Linked DNA regions of Mus musculus: regions 2, 3 and 4 are each linked to region 1. The links are chromatin contacts, called in public HiCAR-type and HiChIP or PLAC-seq maps. All regions are on one chromosome and are shown on one strand. The core of a region is the stretch at or near the end of the contact, and the rest is flanking DNA. Distances in the headings are between cores, read along the strand shown. Region 1 holds the start of Zfp9 (zinc finger protein 9). Region 2 holds the start of Kdm5a (lysine (K)-specific demethylase 5A). Region 3 holds the start of Wnk1 (WNK lysine deficient protein kinase 1). Region 4 holds the start of Rad52 (RAD52 homolog, DNA repair protein).

Region 1 (2,658 bases), core at 83-2,582:
TCAATGCTATTATTCTTAAAGTGAAAGGAATTAAATCATGGTGAATAACCCTCTGTGCAGCCTCCGGTCAAGCCTTGACAGCCACACAACAGGTTTAGATCCCTGTAATTGACTGGCCTCTCAAAACAGGCTGAAACAGGGGGGTGGGGTGAAATTAAATTACATCTTAATGAACTGTTGCATGGCTGCCAAATCTAGCTTTGAAACAAATGAAGCTTTGAAACAAAATTACCTTCAAAAATAGCAATTTGAAGCCACATGGAGTGAGGCACACTTCTAGCCCCAGCACTGTAAAGGCCGAGGCAGGCAGATAGCAAGATTAAGGCTGGTTTAAGCTATAGAACGAGAGCTAGACCAGCTTGGACTACATAGTGAGACATTATTTCAAATAAATACATAAATAAAGTCATTAATTAATTAGACAACAGTTTTAGTACCATATTCCCTAAAAAGGTATATCGTGTATATAGATTAAAAACAAAAACAAACAAACAAAAAACCAAATGCTTAATTCCAGTCAGCCGGGTGCATACCAAAGGCCTAATGTATAAGGCCAGATACAAATGCGCCAATCATCAGCCTTAGGAAATCTCCTTCGTAACAGAGAACACAAATGAACAACAGTTCTCATCTTTTAGATCTGTCTCTGCTGGACGGGGTGGCACACACCTGTAAACCCAGCATCCTGGAGGCTGAGGCAGGAGTTTCAACAGCTCCAAACTAGTCTGGAGCTCCAAGGCCAGATCGACACCCCACCCCCAATCTGTTTTACTTCTATTCCCTTAGAGGGTGAGTGTATATAATTCCCAGATTCTCAGGAAAATTTAATACTGAAAGACCTTTTTTTAAAAAGCAATACTGTACTTCCAAATAACTGTTCAACAGTCTAACAAAGGATAGCTGAGGGATATGGGGAGGGAGAGCCTTAATTAATCTCTCACACTAAGGGATCCAGAGGAGGCTGGAGGAGTTTTAGGAATAGAAGACTCCAGGTATGATCAAGTATGCTTCAAGGCTGTGTCCTCAGCGGCTGCACGGAAAGCAGACGCAGACAGGACTGCGTGGAAGAGACAAGCCCGGCAGAGTTAAACAATAGAGGATTACGACCACCCGCAGGTACTGGGTAAACCAAACAGCCTCTGTGAACAGCTTTGAGGGGCCCAGATGAAAGGACCTGGCTCTGCTGGAAAAGCAGCAGCCCGCCCTGCTTGTTCCACAGCACTCTGCAAGACTGCCCTGCTCCGTGCGCCCTGAGCGATTCTCACCTCGGTGACAGCGGCCTCCGCTGCAGATGCCCGGGGATGGCTGAGAAGCGGGAGGACGCCGACGTGGCGGGAGGACAAGGCGAGTGGGTGCCACGTCACCCGGGCGGTGGCTCAGACCCGCCTGCCTCCCGCTGATGTCCCCTCCTCTCCCCTCCCCTTCCCTCCCCTCCCCTCCCCTCCTCAGCCCGCCCAGCGCGCTCCTCCCGCCGCCGCCCCACAGGATCGCGTGCTCGCTCGCCCGCCCGCCCGCCGCAATCGGAGAACCCCTCAAATCGGGGGATGCCGCGGGGCTCGGTGTCCCCCGCAAGACGAAGGACAAAAGTTCCTCAGCTGACAGGCGAGGGCTCTGCCCATGCGCCTAACGGCCCTCCTTTCTGGACTACGCTTTCCAGAAGCCTCCGCGATGACTCCGTGTGTGATCACGTTATGAAGTTTGGCTCTGAGTACCTCACTGTTGAGCGCTGCGCTGCTTCCCTAAGGCCTGATCTTTAAGGGGATGATTGAACAAGCAATGGGCACCCTGCGGAGTTAGACAGAAGGCCGTCAGAGGGTGCGCAGTGTGTACGGTGGGGTAGCTTAAATACTTGAAGTTTACATCCAAGGAGCTTGCAATTTTGTCTTAGGATTACTACCTTTCAAAACTATGTAAACGATAACACGAAACGCGAGAAACTAAAAAAATATGTACAGTATATATAAACCAAAAGAATACACCAAGTAAAGTGCCCTACATGTTAGTCCCCGCCTCCCCCTGGCCAAATTTTTAAAGTTGTATCCTACCGATGCAGAATGCCATTCTTATCCTCTCACTAAGAACGATGTCCTGAATATGTAAAACAACTTGTATATGTCCTTGGCCATAACTTTAGTCCGCACTGTACTAACCTTAGAAATATGGAAATATTACATTCTTCATACGAAAGTTACAATTTTTACACATAAATGTATACATATAGCATATATGGTGCCAGAGCTTTTAAGATCAACGACTGAGCCCCGGGCAGCCATAAGGACTCAGACTCATTGACTGGTCCTCAAAAGGCCAACTTAAGAGACAAGGGGACCAAACAGCCTGCAAGGTTCAGGATAAAGGTATTGTTGGCACAGAAACACAGCTCTTGCCTCTAAGGGGATAACTCTAAGGGGTTATTGTGAACTGAACATAATGATGGTCCTGGAACATAGACTTAGGGCACCCCAAATTTCCTTTTCCAACGTGCAAGCTGCTTCCCGGGGCTGTTTTATTTTGTGTATATGGGTTTGGGCCTGCATGTCTGTGTATCATGTGGGAGACATGCATGATGAAGCCAGAAGGGGGCATCTGATCCCTTGGAACTGGAGTGACGATCAGTCGTGAGCCATAATGTGGCACTGGGAAATGAACCCCTGGTCC
Region 2 (2,658 bases), core at 71-2,570, 1.9 Mb after region 1:
TTCTCTGTATATCACTTTTTCCCTTTTTTCTTTAAGCAAGAAATGGAGACTATACTGGAGTTACAGCTCAGGACACATTTACCTAATATGTTCAAGGACTTGGGTTCAATTTCTAGTACAGAAAGTAATTGAACAAACTAGCCTGAGTCCATTTCCTTGCATTCCTGATCCTGACTAGCAGAATAGAACCTTTATTTATGAGTCAGCGTTTTACCTGATAGCCACCCCCCCACTCCAACCCCCCCAGCCTTTGATTACTTAATGTGTGAATTTGTAGATGAATGTATGTGGACCTGGCGTGAAGGTGAGGTCAGCTTTCAGTTCTCTCCTTTAACCATGGGGTTCCAGGAATCAAACTTAGGATTTCAAGCTTGGTGGCAAGTGCCCTTCACAGCTGAGCCACTGTTCTGGCCCTTACCCCGTATTCTTGACCATTCTGGAACTCGATAAGTGTACCATGTGGCCTTATGGTGCTCTTTCTACATCTCCTTCCCCAGAATTGAGTTTATAGTCCTGAGCCACCACACAGGGATTTTCCTTACTTACAAGGTCTCCCGTAGCCTAATCAGGCCTCAAATTCATATGCAGCTCGAACTGCCCCTAAAGCATCTACCTTCATCACCATAAAGGTATATGGATGTGGAGGGCACAGGATAACTTTGGAGCCGGTTCTTGCCTTCAACCTTGTAGAGTCAGGCTTAGACGCATAAAGGAACTGTAGGACCGTATACCAGAAACGTGGCTTTTTTTTTTTTTAAACCAGCCATTGCTGATCGGAACTCTATGCGTGTGCAACTATGCCCGGCCTTCCAAGTAGAGGTTTCTGACAAGGTGACCAGTTTCATACCAAACTGAAATGGGTTGGTTACAAAGCAAGCGTTTTCAGGCCCTGCTTACTACTCAAATACGGTTTCGGGATGGCTGCCAACAGCTAGACTAGCAAGGCCAGGCCCTCTATGGGTAGGTTCCCAGTGTCGTGAGAAAAAGCAAGTCGCAGCTGGTGGTGAAGGCCGGCCCATGTAATGACGGAATTGGGCTGAAACCTATTGGTCACGGAGAAGCGAGAAACCCGTACGAAGGCGACCGAGCGAAACGAGTTGTACAAGACTAGCATTCGAAAGAAGGAAACGGAGACGCGGAAACTCGGCCAAGAGTTCGTCACTTGTCCAAACCTAGACAACGATGTTAAAAACAGGTCTCGGAGAACGAACAAACCCGGCCGACTAGCCACGGAGGGGCCCACCTTGCGTTCGTGTCCCCACCCCCGACACAAAGAGGAACCGGAAGCCCCTTACCGGAAGCAGTACCTCTGCTCTCCGAGGCATTACACATTCCTCCGCGCGCCGGAAGCGCGCGTTCCACCTTGCGGGGTAGCTTTTCCCTCGCCTCTCCTCGAGAGAGGTCGCGGCGCCTTGAGGGGCCGCGCACCCGGGGTGGACGGAGGGCGCAGAACTTTGACAGGCAAGCTGTGAGAAAACAAAAAACCAAAATAAAACAAAAAAGCTCCGCCGGCCGTCATGGAAGGGAGCGAGGAGAGAAGACCCGACTAGACGTGGCGGCGGTGGGATTTTGTTTCCTGCGGTGGCGGACTGATTTAGCAGCACGTTAACTTCCGGGAGCGTCCTGCCCCTGAGAGGAAAAGCCCTGAAGGAAACAATAACAAACGAGCGGAGGGAGAGCGGCTGGCGCTCCTGTGAGGACTCGTTCTCGTCCTAAGAAGATGCGCTGCGGCCCCAGTGCGGGGACGTGAGAGGGCTTTGGTGGCCGTCAGCCAAGCCTTTCCTCGCTTGTGCACCTCAGGCCCCCCTGGCTTTTTATTTTATTTTTTGGTGACCATGGCGTCCGTGGGCCCGGGGGGCTACGCGGCGGAGTTCGTGCCACCGCCCGAGTGCCCGGTCTTTGAGCCCAGTTGGGAGGAGTTCACAGACCCGCTGAGTTTTATCGGGCGCATCCGGCCCTTTGCGGAGAAAACGGGCATCTGCAAAATCCGGCCACCCAAGGTAGCGTCGCCTGAGGGCGGGGACGGGGGGCGTGCTGGGGCGGCGGGACGGTCCTCCTCCTCCCCGTGGCTTTCCTCTTTGGGGGTCTTCCGTGCTCTCCGGGGGCCCCTCCCTCCTCTCTTGGTGTCCCGAGGCCACTTTTGAGGATGTTTTTTGCCCTGGTTTCTGAACGCAGTTTCACGTCCACTTTGACATTTTATTTGATCGCGTGTGAGTGTGTGTGTGTGTGTGTGTGTGTGTGTGTGAGAGAGAGAGAGAGAGAGAGAGAGAGAGAGAGACAGACAGACAGAGAGACAGACAGACAGAGAGAGGGAGAGAGGGGAGGAGAGCGAGAGAGCGCTCGCGGAGGGGTCAGAGGACATTTTGTAGGAGTCGATTCTCTTCCTGCGTTGTGGGGGTTGTGGGTCTCCGGGCTCGAACTCAAGATTGTCAGGCTTTGGCCTGACGACTGGGCCATCGCATCGCTTCTCAGGTCCCCCTTCAAAAGACAGAAAGAGGTGTCTCTGGGACCTTTTCCTTCCCAGAACTTATTGGGCACGGATATTGTAGTGTGGATTGGAGGTAAGGATAACAAAAGGCTTCAGGCCCTTCCTAGGGAAAGGCGTTTGAAGTGTCCTGTCATCAGCTCACGCACCATCTTTCTGTTTGCGTGTTAAAA
Region 3 (2,658 bases), core at 101-2,600, 1.6 Mb after region 1:
GCACCACTGCAGGTACACTAGGTTGCGGGATAGAGAGAGGGAGGCCCGGCAGCTCCAACGCGGTGGCATTGGAGTCGCAGATGACGCTTCGGCGGAAGAATCGGTGCTCCGTGGGGGTGGTGGTGGCGGCCGCCCCACGACTGTCCTTGTCCATAGTGTGCCGGCGGCGCCGATATTCCTCCGTCCTGCCAACTCCCGAGTCGGCGACCGTAGCCCCCAGTTTCTCGCCCACGGAAGAATCGGAGCTTGAGCCATTCTTGGGGACGGGCGCCGGAGGCGTAAGGAAGCCCGGAGTGCCGCTTTGCTTCTCGGCGGCACCGTCAGACATGGTCGGTCCGATGGAGTGAAGAATGCGGGCTCGGATTTATGAATGAAAAGGGAAAAGGGTGACCCGGAGAAGCCACCAAGAAGTGCTGGGCAGCGCTCCTACGGCGGGCTCCGAACCACCGGACGACTCCCACTCAGCACTGACAAGGCGCCCCGAGGGCGACGCGGGACACTGAGTCCGGCTGCTGCGGCGGCTGCTGCTGCTGGCACCGAAGCTGCTGCGGCTCACGGGGCGGGCTCGTCGGCGGGCTAGGAGGGAGCGGAGCCACGGGGGTTAGCGCCGCACAGTCCGCATCCATCCTGCAGCGAGCGGAGGCCGGTAGGGCTGGGGCAGCAGAAGCGCCGCAGTCATGAGGAGCAGGGCGCGGAATTGGCTCCTGGGCGAGAGGATGCGACCCAAGTGAAGACGGCTAAGCTCCCTCCGCTGCCGCTGCCGCCGTCGCCGCCCGCCCGCCGAGCACGGCGGGATAGGCCCTGAGGGCGGAGGCACAGCGCGCGAGGGACGAGCCCCGACGCCGGGCGGTGGCAGCCCGGGGCACAGGAGTGGGAGGGGCCGCGCAGGGGAAGGAGGGCCGCGGCCCGGGTTCCCGGTCGCTCGCTCGCTCGCTCGCTCGCTCGGCCGCCGCCTCAGGCAGCACGCGCCCCGGAGAGGGGACCAGTCTCAGAGGGCGCCCATCACTAGATGCTGAGGGCCGAAGCCTCGAAGCCTCGAAGCCTGAGGAGCGGCCCCCCCCGTCCCCGAGGCCTCCCCGCCCGCCCCGGGCCTGGCGAACCTCTTCCCCTCTCTGGCCGGCGCCGGGGGCAGAGGAGGGAGGGAACTGTGGGGAGGGGAGGGCCGCTCACCGCGGGGCCCGGGCTCCGCTACTTCTCTGGCCAGGAGGAGAGGAGACCGAAAGAACTGGGAGGAGGGGGAGAGGGAGAGAAAAAGAGCAGTCACCCCACTAGGCGCCTTCTGTCAGCGAAGAAGGGAGTACGGAATAGCCGAGCAGAAGGAGCGCGTCCGCCCGGGAAAACTCTCCGCTTTAAATGGCGCCGATGTCTGAAGCCTCCACACAGCCCGCTTGGACCCCGCCCCCCGCCGCCCGGGGCGGCCCCGCCCACATCGCGCTCGGGGGGCTCTCGCGCAGGCGTGCCGAGCTCGAGGCACGATGGGATTTGTAGTTTCGCGGTGAAAACCGTGAAAGGAACCCGGGAGGAACGCGCCTACTACTTCCGTGATGCCCTGCGATTGCTCTAGCCTGGTGCCTCCTGGGAATTGTAGTTCCTTTTTTTGAAAACCGCCCCATCTGAAAGCCTGATGGGAGCGTCATCGTGGGTCGCTCAATTCCGTTCCAAACTCAGTGCTCGCTATCAAAATCATTATTTAGGAATCAATTGCAAAAGAAGAGAAGAAAGGAGAAGAAAAGAAAGGAGAGAATGAGAGACTTCCGTCATGTTCTGCTTAGATAGCTCGTAGAGCTGCCATGCAATGAAAAATGATGTTGTTCGTCTTTAATGGAGAGCCTCCTTAGTGTTGTGACTAGGGGTGTGGGAGTGGAGAAGGAGGTAAAGCTGAATAACCTGAGCCTGAATTCGAAGACTCCCAGAAAACTTTGTGAAGAGTGCACATACCATCACTGTTGATTAGATGGGTGAGGGTAAACAAAATATATTCCATCCTTCTCTTCTTCACAACAACTAAAGCCGCATGCTCATCTCCAGTTTCCAAACAAGTACTTTGGCTGCAAAGATGGGCTGCCTACTAAATAAAACCCAGGATCAGAGCGAACCTCTTTGCTTTGCCGGAAACTTAACGGGAACGGGAGGTGTAGGGGGCGGGGAGAGGCGGGTGACAAGCATGGGAGGAGGTCGAGTTCGAAGATATTCTACATCTTTAATCTTTGATTACAAACTTGAGAGGACATAGTTGACTTTTGCCTCTATATTTGAGTAAAAATTATTTTCCTTTTGTTTTCTTATACCCTGCCTCGGTGGCTCAGTAAAACATCCCCTTTCTGTACTACACTTGCATATGTACACATATGTAATTTATACCAAGGCGCGGATCTCCGGAAACCTAGATCCGTGCAGTTTACAGTAATGGAATTCTTCTCTTCAAAATATCTTTAGTGCTTCCTGGACCACCTTTGCTACTACGTAAGATTATAGTTGTGATGAGCACCAGGGGGCACCAGACAGAGTAGGAAACCAAATTTATGAGCCAGATGGCAGTTACAAGTCTTAACCCAACCGGTGAGAGCGGGAAGCGCTTAAACGTACGCAACCGCACCCGAGCGTGAATACGCTGCAGTCGCAGCCCAGGACTGGAGCGAGCTCTGAAGCGCGTTTTCC
Region 4 (2,658 bases), core at 80-2,579, 1.4 Mb after region 1:
GCGCACGGATAACAGATTAATAGTCTATTTTTTTAAAAAAGATTTGTTTTTATTTATATGTATACATGTTTTGTGTGTCTGGGCAAATGAGTGTCGTATGTTTACGGTGCCTTCAGAGGCCAGAAGAGAGCACTGGGTCCCCTTGAACTGTAGTTACAGGTAGTTGTGAGTCCCCTAATTTGGATGTGGGGAACCTAACTCAGGTTCTCTGAAATAGTACGTGCTCTTAAACTGTGGAGCGATCTCTGTAGCCGTAGATGTTCAGGTTCTCCTCCCCTGTCGTTGGGATTGAGTCCATTACTTCCTACATGCCAGGCAAGAGTCCTACTACTAAGCTATAATGCCAACCCTCTTTTTACCTAGACAGGTTTTAAGCCCAGGCTGTCCTTGATTTTGGGATTCTCCTATCTCAGCTTCCCCAGTAGTTTGAGTTACAGGTCTGTGCCACCAGAATGGAAATTTGGTACTCTTGCATCGGCCAGTAGCACAGTTTCAAATGATGTTTTTCTTTTCTTCGAGACAGAGTTTCTCTGTGTAGCATCCTCGAACTCAAGACATCTGCCTGCCCCTGTCTCCTGGGTGCTGGGATTAAAGATGTGGCCACCACTGCCCTGAGAAAGAGTCTTTCCTTTTTGTGCAAGTAATGGGCAAGTTGAGTGACCAGCTAATTCCAGAAACAGAATTCTGAGTTTCTCTTGTAGCTAGTGTCATTGTCCTGTTATCTTGGTCTTGTCAGTATGGACCCTACAATGTGCTAAAGGACTTTCGATTTATTTATTAACTGCATCTGACTCCGTGTTTCTGGGAAGATTAGTTAAGTCAACCATCTAGGAAAACACGAAAGATCCTGGATATAGTGGCCATATAATGAATTGGTTAAATTGCAACAATCTGAAGGCCTGACCATTAAAAACAAAAAGTTCTCAGTATATAAACTACACATTGGAGACGTAGATCTGTTGTAAAGCAGAAAACATCATAAACTGAGATCAGTCTGTGTTTAACTTGGAGTGATGCCTAAAGTGTAACTGTCATCCAGTTAGTTCCGGTTGAATTTCAGGGGAAATCCCACTGGCTGCCAGGGTCTCAGAGTTTAAAAGCACACCGAGGAGAGGTTGGCTCCGGGCGTCACCCAGCCGGGTCACACCAGGGACCCTCGCAGGGCGCCTACGGAAACCGAAGCGGCTTGCTGCGGCTGCGGGAAGGCTGATCGCCGCGGGCGGTGAGATAACAGCCCAAGAGCGCTCAGGATGCTGAGTCCTCCGCCGCTTCCAGTTCGCGACTTGATTTGCGACAGCCTGCTTTGCGGCTCTCGGCGCCTTCTGACTTGACTTACGGCCTTTCCTTCTGTTTTTCTTTGGGCGAGGACTCTGAGCTTGCAGAGTCTCCATTCCTTCTGCGAGGCCCTCTCCGGCTTCCCGGCAGGCACCCGGACCGAGCTCCTGCGTGCACCGCGTTCCGAAGCGCGTGAGTGAGGACGGTCCTCGCCGGGGTGGTTCTAGCGGGGTCGGGGAGCGTGGGGCCTTTCGGATTCGGGCGGCTGCTGGACACGCCCGGCACGGGGGCGTCTCCACCGGGGAGGCCGAGCCCTGAAGCCCCCACGGTTGCGCTGGATCTGGAGGGAGGCGCCTGGTCCGGGGTTGCTGACCGCGTGCTCGGGAGCACCGTGCGACACGCGCGCTGACTGTTAACAGGACTGTCTAGGACAGGGTGAAGTCGGAGGGAGTCGGTGGGGCTGAGAAGAAACTGTGGACTTGAGGAGTTTGACATTCAGGGTAGCCTTTCTGGACTTTGAAAAACGAAGCGTGCATTAGTACGGTTAAATTCACTCCTCGGGGGTGTACAGTTCTCTGGTTACTCATATGCTTGGGGGTTGTGTAACCCCTAGCAACATCGAATTCCATAACATTTTCATCACTCCTAAATAAATCCAGAAGCCACAGTTAGCTCTCCCTCTCACTTTTCCCGTCATCCTAGGACCCCCGTCTGCTTTGTCAGTGAACCTGTTTCACTTGTATGAAATACAGTACTTTGTGTGGGTTTCGGTGGGATCTGTTCCGCAGAATAAAGTTCCGATGTTTGTATCTCGTTTGAATTATCCATCAGTTGATTAAGTTGATGGTCATCTAGGCTGATTCCCCTACATGGCCATCTCAATATTGCTTCTTTAATAAGACCTGGACAATTAACAGCACCAGTTGACATGCCAACTTGGATTGGGGGAGGGGTCTTAAAGGGCCCCGCCCTTAGATGAAGAGCTATACGCAATTAATGACTGTCAGAAAGGGAGAATGGCTTTCCCAGAGATGAACCCCCTAATGGATTACCCAGTACCAAGTGATCAGCCCTAAAATTGTACATGTACATGCTACATTAAACAGACTTAGGGGTTATATTTATTTATTCATATATGTATGTCTCTGTTGTCTGTGTAAAACAAAACAGAAAAAGGCTATGAAGTTGAGAGAGGGATATGAGGGATTGGAGGAGAGAGAGAGGAAATGATGTGAATTATATTTTATTTAAAAAACTGGCTGCTGCTCTTCCCAAGGACCTGGGTTCAATTCCCACCACTCACATGGTGGCTTACAACTGTCTATATCTCTAGTTATAAGGGATACCTTCTTCAGTACTTGTGGTGCACAGATAAGCATGCAG

Evidence for each region. HiCAR-type assays count read pairs that join an accessible place to other places. HiChIP or PLAC-seq counts read pairs in DNA pulled down with a chosen protein or histone mark.
Region 2: a contact with region 1 is called in an H3K4me3 HiChIP or PLAC-seq map of forebrain, with 8 times the contacts expected there. The contact joins the promoter of Kdm5a here to the promoter of Zfp9 in region 1. A contact is called at or near these places in 3 of 39 promoter capture datasets (the 3T3-L1 cell line, cranial neural crest and hippocampal neurons), 2 of 115 datasets of contacts at active chromatin or transcription factors (astrocytes and forebrain) and 1 of 9 other capture datasets (embryonic tail).
Region 3: a HiCAR-type map of astrocytes shows a contact between it and region 1, with 3 times the contacts expected there. The contact joins the promoter of Wnk1 here to the promoter of Zfp9 in region 1. A contact is called at or near these places in 1 of 39 promoter capture datasets (hippocampal neurons) and 1 of 115 datasets of contacts at active chromatin or transcription factors (astrocytes).
Region 4: an H3K4me3 HiChIP or PLAC-seq map of embryonic stem cells shows a contact between it and region 1, with 5 read pairs. The contact joins the promoter of Rad52 here to the promoter of Zfp9 in region 1. A contact is called at or near these places in 1 of 39 promoter capture datasets (hippocampal neurons) and 1 of 115 datasets of contacts at active chromatin or transcription factors (embryonic stem cells).

The regions. Positions count from the first base shown.
Region 1 is chr6:118,477,941-118,480,598 of GRCm38.p6, forward strand. It overlaps Zfp9 (zinc finger protein 9), which reads right to left and starts at 1,333. Exons shown (of 6, transcript NM_011763.2): 1 at 1,266-1,333.
Region 2 is chr6:120,362,779-120,365,436 of GRCm38.p6, forward strand. It overlaps Kdm5a (lysine (K)-specific demethylase 5A), which reads left to right and starts at 1,321. Exons shown (of 28, transcript NM_145997.2): 1 at 1,321-2,000. The coding sequence starts at 1,836. It also overlaps a transcript of Ccdc77 not described here.
Region 3 is chr6:120,037,305-120,039,962 of GRCm38.p6, forward strand. It overlaps Wnk1 (WNK lysine deficient protein kinase 1), which reads right to left and starts at 1,351. Exons shown (of 28, transcript NM_001199084.1): 1 at 1-1,351. The coding sequence starts at 328.
Region 4 is chr6:119,901,369-119,904,026 of GRCm38.p6, forward strand. It overlaps Rad52 (RAD52 homolog, DNA repair protein), which reads left to right and starts at 1,330. Exons shown (of 12, transcript NM_001166381.1): 1 at 1,330-1,467.